Regions from separate parts of the Mus musculus genome. Here all the other regions are linked to region 2. The links are chromatin contacts, called in public HiChIP or PLAC-seq maps. All regions are on one chromosome and are shown on one strand. The core of a region is the stretch at or near the end of the contact, and the rest is flanking DNA. Distances in the headings are between cores, read along the strand shown.

The links. HiChIP or PLAC-seq counts read pairs in DNA pulled down with a chosen protein or histone mark.
Region 1: a contact with region 2 is called in a CTCF HiChIP or PLAC-seq map of the NIH/3T3 cell line, with 8 read pairs. The contact joins two enhancer-like sites. A contact is called at or near these places in 1 of 15 datasets of contacts at CTCF or cohesin (the NIH/3T3 cell line) and 1 of 484 Hi-C or Micro-C datasets (embryonic stem cells).
Region 3: a contact with region 2 is called in a CTCF HiChIP or PLAC-seq map of the NIH/3T3 cell line, with 14 read pairs. The contact joins two enhancer-like sites.

Annotation. Positions count from the first base shown.
Region 1 is chr15:71,867,972-71,871,731 of GRCm38.p6, forward strand. Col22a1 (collagen, type XXII, alpha 1) reads right to left here. Exons shown (of 64, transcript NM_027174.1): 42 at 2,140-2,193; 43 at 990-1,034. Among named protein-coding and RNA genes, the nearest start is that of Fam135b, 140 kb to the left of the region's middle. Within about 2 kb of position 2,075, at least 12 of the 459 cell types and tissues checked have an H3K27ac peak or open chromatin away from gene starts, as enhancers often do. A contact at or near this core is called in the NIH/3T3 cell line, where this site is marked.
Region 2 is chr15:71,630,292-71,634,062 of GRCm38.p6, forward strand. The region is part of intron 1 of Fam135b (family with sequence similarity 135, member B); the gene reads right to left. Among named protein-coding and RNA genes, the nearest start is that of Fam135b, 96 kb to the right of the region's middle. Within about 2 kb of position 2,315, at least 15 of the 459 cell types and tissues checked have an H3K27ac peak or open chromatin away from gene starts, as enhancers often do. A contact at or near this core is called in the NIH/3T3 cell line, where this site is marked.
Region 3 is chr15:71,486,274-71,490,249 of GRCm38.p6, forward strand. It overlaps Fam135b (family with sequence similarity 135, member B), which reads right to left. Exons shown (of 20, transcript NM_177819.3): 9 at 1,764-1,813. Among named protein-coding and RNA genes, the nearest start is that of Fam135b, 240 kb to the right of the region's middle. Within about 2 kb of position 2,613, at least 9 of the 459 cell types and tissues checked have an H3K27ac peak or open chromatin away from gene starts, as enhancers often do. A contact at or near this core is called in the NIH/3T3 cell line, where this site is marked.

The DNA of each region.
Region 1 (3,760 bases), core at 825-3,324, 240 kb after region 2:
AGGGTTCTATGAGTCCACAATATTCTCTGTGCCTTGGGAACTTGCCTGAAGCCATGTCTGCCAAGAGGACAAGCAAGCCATCAGACCCATCATGAAGCTTCTGTCCATCTGAGCAACTTGATTCCAACAGTAGACTGTGGGATGAGTCTCCAGGCCTGGGACTTTGGCCTGATGGCCATACTCTCTTGGACCTTGCTTAGGATCATCTAATGGTCTTTTTTCCTCATGGAGAGGCCCTTTCCACCCACAGACATCCCAGCCTTATGAGTTCTTCCTTAAAGAGGCCAAAAATGACCTGGTCACCTGGCTAAATCTTTGGTACCTCTCCCCCACCACTGCCAATTCAGGATGTGTCCCAGGAGATGGGGTTACTGTACCTCAGAGATACCTGTTGCATCTTCATCTGGCTTGTAATCAAGTTAGGGACCTGTCAGAACCTCCCCAAGCTCATAGAGAATCAGTCCCCCAATCTCATATGAACCAAAATAACTACTTCTGGCTGTCTATATGGTGACAGCACTCAAGCCAGCCAAAAGATTAAAAATGGGCAAGTTGGGAATTTTCGATGGATGCCACTATTATTCAGTTTCCACACTAGCTCCACACTCTGTCTTGTCTCTTGTTTCATTGTATCTCAGGGATATCCTCCCCTGATGGCCCATGGCTGAACTGGACGAAAGGGAGGTCCTGCCAAGGGCTTGGAAGGTAAGAAGATGCGCACCTGCCTCAGGCCAGGCTTTCTGGCAGTGGCTTTGAATCCACAGCTCTCGCTCCTCCATTCTAGCCAGCACCTGGCTCTACAAACAAGCAGGCATGCTCCACACCATGGCGTATCCCTGGTTGTACTGCCCCTCCCCCCAACCAAGTGACTTCCCTCTGCCCGGTTGGTCCCCTAGTTAAAGCCTCTCGAACTGTCTTAATTGTACTTTATTTTTCGCTGGCACCCTGTCTGACAGTCAGCATTCATCCAGACCCGGCAGGTGACATACTGGTTTTCCAGGAGGCCCTCTTTCTCCTGGGTTTCCTGGTGCACCCTAAGAGAGAGAAGAAAGAAAGCCATCACTGTGGTGACCAGGTCCTCTCTATGTACTCTACACATCCCTCCATCACTCTCTGACTTAGCCAACTGGGACTCAGTTGCACTCAACTGCAATATACCCAACTCTGAAGATGGAACCTAGTTAAACTTTCCAAGTGGCAGGGGTAAGTGTGTAGGGGAAAGTAAGCCTTTCTATGAGTCCCTTCTAGAATCTCAAACTACAACCATCTTGTGTACATTGTGTGCATGCAAAGACACACCCACATGCAAACCTGTCTTGATCTTTTATTCCAAATATGAGGGGTGGAATTAGCTTGGAGAAGAAAGTGCTTTCGTTGATGACTGGATACACGAATGTAAGAATGACAGGGGAATAGGTAAACCTGAATGTTAGGCAACAAGAACTAGAGGGGCTTCCTTTCTGAAATAGAACCCAGTGAATGGAAGAAGTTTGGACTGTCTCTGTTTAATGGGGACCAAAAAAAAGCACAGGCAGGAGGTAAGCAGAGAACACTGCTGCTTACTGAAGCATCTTTGCCCTATTAAAAACTCATAGCTGCCATTTGTTCATTTTGCCAGTAAGTATGGATCAAATGCCTCTGGTGCCTGGATCTGCTAAGTAGCAGGGACCTACAGATCCTGAACTCTGGGATCTCGGATCAAAGTCCAGGAGATGAAGACCAAAAATGTCTGCCATCAGTATCATAAATGGGTCTTGTCCCAAAGGGCCTCAGCTGAGCCTGTTGTTCCCTTGAGGAGAGGGGGACAGAGCAGATACAGGAAGAACTCCATGAAAGAATCAAACCCTACATCATCAAAACAGAATGACCAAGAACTAAGAGACAGTGTACTGGAGACCCAGAAGTCTACAGGGTTCTGAAACCATCATAAAAATGCTTAAGAAAGAAGTATGAATCATTCAACAAGCCACAACTGACAGAAAGTTAAAAATACATAAACAAACACTCTGAGATTCCACAGAAACGTGGCTGAGCACAGATGCTGGGCACATGGACAAGGGAGGCTAGGAGGTGGTTAGATGAGCTCACATGGAATGACTCTAAACAATGACTAACCCCATAGGGCTCTGCTTTACTTACATCCTGGCCAGCTGGTCCCTGGGGGCCGGGGAATCCAGGTAAGCCTCGAGATCCCTGATGAAAAAGAAAGACAGGCTCCAACTGTGAGAAGACAGGGCTCACCTTTGTCTGGCTACCGCTGGCTATGACTATACAAGGATAAGCTATGCAGAGAGATCACTGGTATGATTGTCTCAGAGATGGGCTTTTGGAATGCTTGAAAATGGCCATCTTTGGGGAGTATCGCAGTTATGCTAACTGATGGGAGAAAGACTCATCTTAAACATGGTCAGGAGGTCCTGAGCTATAGGAAATGGAGACCGGTGATCATAGTGCTTAGCTTATACTCATTCCTGTCTCCTAACTGTGGATGGGATACAAGTACCCGCTTCACGCTCCTGCTGCCTTGTCTTCCCTGCTACAACAGACTACACTTACACAGAGCTAAATTAAGAAAAAATTACTTTTTCCTTACGGTGCTTTTGCCAGAGCATGCTATCACAGCAGCATGAACTGCAATTTGACAATAGTGCATGTGTCAAAAGCACTGTGCTCAAACCTTACTGAGCAAGATGCACTCTATGGCGACTTGTGCTCAGCCCATAGACACAAAGCTCAGGAAAACCTTCTGTGGGAGCCTGACACGAGCCTCATGCATTAGCCCCTTGTGGCCCCTTGCTGGAGTGGAAGGCACAGCTCCTATGGAGAGCCAGGCCTGAGCACCAATCCAGAATGCCTTCCTATACACCTTGAATTGCACAGCCAGCCCCATGCTTATTGGTTAAACAACTTTCTTTGCACAAGAGTCAATGAAATGCTTAGCTCATGCCTGACACTGATCACTTTCTTAAGATCATTCCCATTATGTTGACATTTTCTAGAAAACATCAGGCAATGGACTTTATTTCCTTAGATCTGCAAGTGGAAAATGACATCTTCTCAGGGTATTGGCTATCTGCTCTGCAGGAGCTGAAATGGCCTCCTTGGGGGTCTTTGAGCTGCCCTTCATCCAGAGTCCCACACTCCTCAGCTCTACTCCACATAACTTGCCGTGAAATCCCATGGCCATAAATCTCAATTGGTCTGAGCCTCAGTTTCTTCATCTAGCACAACATCCACAAGATTTCTTATCCTCCTTAATCAGAAACCACAAGTGAATATCGACTTAAAATACATGCACAGAGCCATAGACTGGATATGATATAGTTGTCCTGCAGCAGAAGATGCACCAGCAAGCATACAGTGAATGCTTGAAAATGGCCAACACCGGTGGCTGTTCCTGAGAAGAAATGCATCTTGGGAGCTCTCTTGTTGCATAGTATAAAATGAGCCCAAAAAAATTTCCACAATGGATCATAGCTGCGGCTGCCTCCACATTACAAGGCAAGAAGAAAACCTTTCATGTGTTCCTGGCTCTGTGGTTGGGTAAAGCCAGAATCCAAAAACTAGTTTTCTTACCATTTGACTAAATTCACTTAATCAGGGCTCCACGTCTGTAACGGAAAGATGCTAACAGACAAAACCAGTCTCGGTGTGCCTGACTTTACAATGTTATGTTGGATTAACTGAACCTGCCACTTCCTTCCGCCCCAGTGTTCCCATAAGCTCATACTCCTATTTTGGAGAGTCTGTCTAGTATGAG
Region 2 (3,771 bases), core at 1,065-3,564:
TCACAGGCTACCTAAATCATGCTTCAGATCTCCCATATTTCCTCATCCAGACATCATACAAATAGTAATATGTATATATCAGTGATTTAGCTTTGAAAAGTAAGAATAATGCATATTTTAGAAATATTATATAATAGCTGTTTAATAATGATAATATTAGAAGAATCAATTATGCATACATTATGCAATAACATTTAAGCATAATGAACGATAAGTTTTAATCTCTAAACTGATCTTGCTGGAGGGTTGTCTAAAGCATCAGGAGTGCTGAGCAGAGCTGAGGTACATGGGGAAGATCTAAGACTAACTAGGACCCTGAACCAGGGAGAGGCATACTGAGTGTTCAAGTAACAGAGACTTGGCCTGCCTTGACTTCTTGTCTCTCCGAGTCTTAGAGAAGACAGAAGTTTCTTTCCTCTTTCTGAAAAACCTCAGAGCAGTAAGGTAGTAAGACCCACATCATTATGGTTAATGTATATGTGTGTGGAAGGGGTGTCTCAAAGCAATGATAAAAATGACCCAAGTTGGAGATAAAAGTGACAGACATAGCTGCTCATAAGGCACAGATTTTCATTCTCCAGAAGAATATCAGCAGATGTTGCCTGACCAGAAGCTAAAGAGGGGATTCCTGTTATAGGATAGAGTCTCAAGTTGATGTCCTCTATGCTTCCTGACAGCTTTGAGAGTCTATGACTATCACACCATCTAATTTTAAGGTTCTGCATTTATTAATGGCTATAAATGTTTCAGAAGTGTTTCCTTTCCATAACTGCAGCACACCCAGTTCAAGTTGAATCACAAGAAGACGTCAGTGGGCTTGGAATTGTTGCTTCTTTGTTTAACCCTTTGAGTTCACCTTCACTATACAGTCACTAATTCCTCATACATCAAACATGGAGATGCAGTGGACTGTGGTTCATGTTTCCATCCCATCTTATACAGAGACACATGCACTATGTCTAGGGTCCCTTAGAAATGCTGACTCTCAATTTCCATTCCAGAATATTATCATTCTTGGTAGCTAGAGTTTTCAGATCTATGTCTTCATTTGGCCAGAGAAAGAACTCAAAAGGATCAAATAAAGAATTAAAAATCACCCCCCCCCCCGAAAGCTCCAGTGCTAACAGGACGAGAAGCAGATGAAGTGAACTGCATCTGTATCGGAAACTAAGGATTTTAGAGATTCTAAAAAATTCAAGAAGAGAGATTAGCTCCTGCATGTTGGGTTTCTTGAGGATCTGCCACACAGACTGACTGAGAGAAAAATCATGACTGGAACTTTGATATCTTGGTCTTCAGAATGTGGCCTTATACGAGGCTGCACAGACAGACCCACCTATGCTGACTGGTACCATTGGATATCTATTCGAAGTAACATGTGGATCCTTATCATAAAAGGACACAAAAAATCAGGACTTCAGTCTTAGTCTCTTATTCTCTCACTACCTCAATGTCAACACTACAAAGATTCCTCTCCAACCCCTTTCACTCTACCTCCTCAGAACATTGCTGGGCTTTTGCCCAAGTCATCACTGACAACAAGGTAAGACTAACCTTCCCCTCTCTAACTGATAGGCTAACTATCATTGGGAGATAGTTTAACCCTTTGAGTTCTCCTCTCCTGCTTCCCAGACAGCCTATGAACTACTCTCCCCAGCACAAGCTTCTTCCTATCATATAAAGTGAAGGCACATCCACCGAGAAGCTGAGAACTATGAAACGTGGACTATGGCCAAATTAATCCAGAACTATGGGCAAGTATGAGCATAGAATAGTACTTGGGATGGGCAAGAGAAAGAATGAATAGAGAACAAAACAAATGTAATTGTGAATGAATGAGCCAGTTTGTTGTTATTGTTGTTGTTGTTGTTGTTGGCAATTACATACAGCTTATCTCCGTTCACTTTGAACCTACATCTACATAGGTCTTAGAGAGACAATAAAAACTCAATCCTGGTTTTGTTTTGTCCTGTGCATATGACTATGAGTAGATAGGAAGGCCATTATGCCTGGAAACACCTCATAGCACAGTCTGCCTAGAGGAGGGATGCAGAGGCTACTAGTGTGCATGCTCCAGGAAGGGTCATACTTCTTGCTCCATTGGTTCACTATGAACATTAGAGGACCTGGCCATGAAAAACAGAACAGAGGCTTTGCTGATAATATGAGATTGATGTTTCAGTTGTGTGCTGGTTGAGCCCTAGATTTAATGATTTGCAATCTCATTTTATTTGGCATCTGCCATTAGCCTTGTAAGCATACCATGACTCAGCTTGCATCATTTCACTCCCACGCTGACCACCCACAAGATTCCTGTGCCTCTATTCCAGCCTTCTCACATGCTTTCAGGCAGACTCTACTCAAGAAGAAACTGAAGCGAAGGATAGATATCATTGACAGGTGTTCCTCATGGATGTTTTCTGGAAATTCCTGGGATCCTAACAGAATATAGTTTCAATGTTTCCTGGACTCACTGTAGTTGGTATCAAGTGTGTACCAGGTATCCTGTTTCTGGGACATATTCCATTTGTCCAGATGCCCAGGTCTCTCTTGGGGCTTTAGTTGGTGACTCACAGGGTTAACAATGTTGGAGGGACTTTGGACAGAAGTAAACCCAACTCTCTGCTTCTCAGAAGGAAAAGTTTAGCAACTGTTGGTTTGGAGAGCATTTTGATATAGAGGGAGTAACAGTTTGGTGCCAAACTGCCATGCCCACAAATCCCACTCCTTACTATCTAGTGAATATGTACAGGGGGATGTGCTTCTCAGTTTCCTCATCTGTGCATAGCTGATAACATTCTACCCATGACTGTGAGAAAAGCCAACCAACTTTTATCTAAAGTAAACAGTTTGGGATCTCACAGACAGAAAATATTTGAGGTAGTCATTGTTAGCATTATACTTGTGACCGAAGACAATAGTGATTTAGAAAAGTAATGACCTTTACAATCAGGGTTAGAAATACTGGCTTCTTAAAGTAAATGGAAGGGTTTAGCTTTATTCTTTAAATTTTACATTTTATGTATTTTAATTTACTTTTATGAGCATTTTGCCCTCATATATGTATATGTACCACATGTGTGCCTGATGCCTACAGAAGTTAGAAGAGGGGGTCAGATCTCCTGTAACTGAAGTTACAGATATTTTAAAAGCACCATGTGTGTGCTGGGTAGTAAACTTACATCTTTGAAGGACTTAACCCTTGAGTCAACTTTTCATCCTGTTTTTATGTTTGAGTAAGTATTGAATAGAAATCTATGAAGTCTGACCTCTGCAGTTTACTTCAGTGACTTGTCCCTGTTTGAAATATCAAGGCACTACTGAAAAATGAACTGTGTAGATACAGTCTTAGTCCTTACCCAGAGAACTCTCATATCAACTATGGAACAAAAGAGTAGGATCCTAAAATTCCATCTGTGTTTTTATCACTTCAATGGTTACATCATTTAGGCATATTATTAACATAGTGTGTGTGTGTGTGTGTGTGTGTGTGTGTGTGTGTGTGTGTGTGCACGTATTATGATATTAGAATAATGGGTAGATGGAGAGGGCAGAGGCAAGAGTTTTTCAAACTCCATAATCCCTAGAGCTGGGGAGAAGGCTCCTTAGTTAAGAACACTGACTACAAGTACAGAAGACCTATGCTTGGTTCCCAGCACCCACATGGCAGGTCACAGTACTTTGTAACTCCAGTGAATTCCAGCGGATCTAATGCCATCTTCTGGCCTCTTTCAGCAGCAGGCATACCTGTGATGCACAGACATACATACA
Region 3 (3,976 bases), core at 1,363-3,862, 140 kb before region 2:
CATTCACTGTCTGCACCAGGCCCCATGTACATAGGTAGAATCTCTACTATGTCTTGTCAAAAGGTTTGCTTCCTAGGGTAGCTTCGGGCTGGGGAGTGAAAGACTCTGCCACATGGAGACTGGTGCCTTAGTCCTGTATCCCTGATAAAAATCACTCTGTGACTTATCCCCACTCCCTCCTCCATGGAACATAGAAGACTTCTCTTCCAGAAAATTCTGTTGATTAAATGATGACTTTCCTCTTGCTCTTCCCTTCTTGCTTCTGCTCTGTGCCCTTACCCCTTCCTCCCCTCCCATTTCCTTCCCTCCTCTCTCTCCAAGTGCTCATGGCTGGCCTCTACATACTAAATATCAGTGTGGCAGTGCACACTAAATATCAGCCAGTATTTGGCAGGCCCGTGCTGTGTTTGTAGCTGTAAGAACGAGAGGTCAAAGAAAACTAGATGTGCTTGATCTCTGTCTGTGTCTGTGGTGTTTATTGTTGGCGTGTGTGTAGGCGCACATGGGCACAGGTGCCCATGTATGGTTTTGCTTATGGAAACCCAAAGTTGACACTAAGTACCTTTCTCACTGGCTCTCCACTTCATTTCTTGAGGCAGCATCTCTTCCTGAACCCTGAGCATGACAATTCTGACTAGTCTATTGAGTCACCTTGTCCCTGAGATCCCATTTATTATAGGCAGCCACCAGGCCTGGCCTTTCCATTCGTTCAAGTTAATTCTAAAGATCTGAAGTATCTTCTTCATGGTTGGGCATCAAGCACCTTATTCACTGAGCCACATCCCAGCCACTGTTCCTTCTTCACAGATGGGAAAACCAAGATTCATAAAGATTCAACAACTTGTCACCACTGGCACAAAGGTCTGTTCTGAGGTAGGCTTCCAGCAACGAAGAGCTGCATCACTAACCAAGCTAACCAACTTCCTTGCAAAACTAAACTCTTCTCCTTTTGAAATGGCAGTGATCCCCACCCTCATTTCAGAAGTATGGCTGCTCCACTCTACCAAGGCAAGTGACCAAGGCATTGTAAGTCCCAGCAGGTGACTAAACAGACTTGCAGTCATTCTGCTGCACATGCAAACTATTGTTTGCTTTACAAGGCTGAAAACAAATCCCCAATATAAAGTTATTTTTTTTCCTGTTTCAAGTTTCTTGAGTCCTTCTCCACCCCCTAGCTAAAGCCTAAAATCCAAGGATAAAATGTTAAGAGTAAACAATGAGCTAACACACTCATCACCACCTTCAGTCCCCACAATGCCCTGACCTATGATCCATTTGGGATGATTAAGTTTTTGGGAATCTGAAGATAGCTTTGTCTTGCTCGAAAGGGTTGAAAGCACAAACCACTTCAGTTGAGTGTGCACAGTGTTCACTGCATGACCTTTTGACATCTGTTGACTCCACCCACATACAATATCAATGCTGCCATTACTGAACCTACTGCCTGGGAACAAACCATGACCCTTCTTGCAGATGTTCAAATCATGATTAGTTTTCCTTGTTGCCAATCATTTTCCTAGTTTGGCCTCAGACACCCTCTTTGGCTTATGCCATAGACACCTCTTGGCCCTTTCCTCAGATAGGCAGATTTGTGGCCAGGCCCACCCCTTATCCTCACACATTAGGACCTGTGAATTAACTTATTCCCTTTAGGGAAAAGTGTGGCTTCAGTGACTGACATGCTGTGTGGCCAGCAAAACCAGCTTGATCCCGCACTGTAAGTACTTCCATCTGTTCAGACTCGGGGTTTGCACTATAATTACCTGTAACTCTGAGCACAGCTGAGAAAGTGTTTCTTCAACAGCAAGAGCCTCTGGGAAGGAAGAAAAAGACCACATAATTAAACAGAGCCCACTTAAATGCTGCAGTTGCTAACTAAAGAGAAAGGCCTGGATTTTGTGCTCTAAATGTGAAAGACAGAGAGAGAGACAAGGGCAACTCCAAAGGACTCTCCTAATCAGACTTTGAAGAGAATCAACCTTATTTGGGATCATGGATTAAATGCAAGAGGAAACCCATAGTGGATTTTTGAGTGGAATTATAAGGTACAACTGACCCCTTAGTGTCTCTGGCAATTTGTGTGCCCAAAATGAGTCTACATTTATTTATGTGTTTTCAGATGCATATGTGTGTGCATGTGCCTGTGCATGTGCACAAACACATTGCCTGCGTGTGAACACACACACATGCAGAGACAGAGAGAGAGAGAGAGAGAGAGAGAGAGAGAGAGAGAGAGAGAGAGAGAAACATATACAATGTCTAACAGCCAGAGAACACAGATTTGTGTCTCCATCTTGGAGCCAAAAGTCAGAAACTCGAGAAAGAGGAATGGCAGAATTGCAGCTGTAAGCTGCAGAGAAAATGACAGTAAGTGGCATCATAACCATCCAGGCTACACATGGTACAACTTGCTACGCACCAGCTTGTCAGCTTGAGCCAGTGGGCTCCAGCTATTTGTGATTTTATGGCCAGAGTTTTGATAGTTTTTGAACTCTCTCCTAGCTTCCCAGTGCCAAAGTGAGTCATTTGCATGCAGTTATACTGCATAGAGCAATGTGAACAATGTCTTAGCATCTCTGTGTCCTGCTGACCCTTCATCTGGTCAGTGAACTTAGGTCCGTGACTCACCAGTATAATCGACTTTATTCCCCTTGAATAGAACTATATCCTATGTGTCCAGCACAATGGCCACTGTATAGAAGATGTTCAACAAAAAATATGTTGAAAATGTTTCAGTAAATAAATTTCATTTTTTTTTAAAGTAACAAAAGGTTCTGTTGCTAAATGCTACTGAATAAAATTTGTTTTCTTTGGAGCAATATAACTGGACTCTGATTCTGTACTGTATTTTATTTTTGTTTTTGTGGAGCTGTAGGTCCAATCTTGGGTTTAATGTATGCGAAAAGAAAAGTGCGTTACTAAAGGGTCACAGCCTGAATCTCCAGTATATGTCTTTACAACCCGTGGAAGATTGGCCTCCAGGAAAAAAAAAATCCAAGTCAAAAAGTGCTTGATTCAAAGTCTGGGCACTGGCTTGACCAGTTGTCATAGCTGATGAAACTAAACATCAAGAGGCTCTGACATCCATTGCAAGCTCTTCAGACCAGAGACAGATGATACGGAATCTAAGGGGTAAATAGCTCTCACAGACCCCAGAGTCTGATGGTAAAGAGCAACTTGTAAATATAAAATTGTCATGCAGCCTGCTTATAATACAATGCCACAGACATTATCAGTGATATGGCTCTCACAGAAGTTATCCAGAGGAAAAGGCAGAGAAAGTACATCCAGCAGGATCCAGACACTGAAATACGCATTATCCTTGAATCCTGGGCTCTGGGTTGAGTCTCTGGACCAGAGGACTTTGAGAGGAACCTCAGCATATGCTATGCTTTGATAGAGTTTGGGATTGAAGCTCTCTACTCTAGACAGTCAGTGCAGGACCTCCACACTTCTGTCATGGCTACAAACTGCTCTATGTAGTAAATTTCGCTTCTTATTTTTCACTTCCCTTATTTATCACCCAAGATATTTAGTTTTGAAAAACATGTATTTGTTCCCTTAACCAAACTTGGCATGTCATTACAGGTTCTTAAATCCTTTATATAATAGAAAAAGGGAAATTAGATACATAGAAATATAATAGATACAAATAATGATGTGTGTTCATATATGTATATGATTCCTTTCTGTAGATAAGAGTGTTCTTTTATAAAGCTGTTATACACGTTTATTAGTTATAATTCTATAATCATATTAATTATAAAAGACTTTAAACTTGCAAATTATTCTAGAAAATGAGAGAGAGAGAGAGAGAGAGAGAGAGAGAGAGAGAGAGAGAGAGGTGGAGTGTATGTGTATGTGTGTGTGTGTGTGTGTGTATTTCAATCAATGGCCTGGAAAGGACTGAAAGACTCAAGAACCTTCCTCTTTGCTTGGACAATCACTTTAGATTATGAAGTTGAGCTCTCACCAA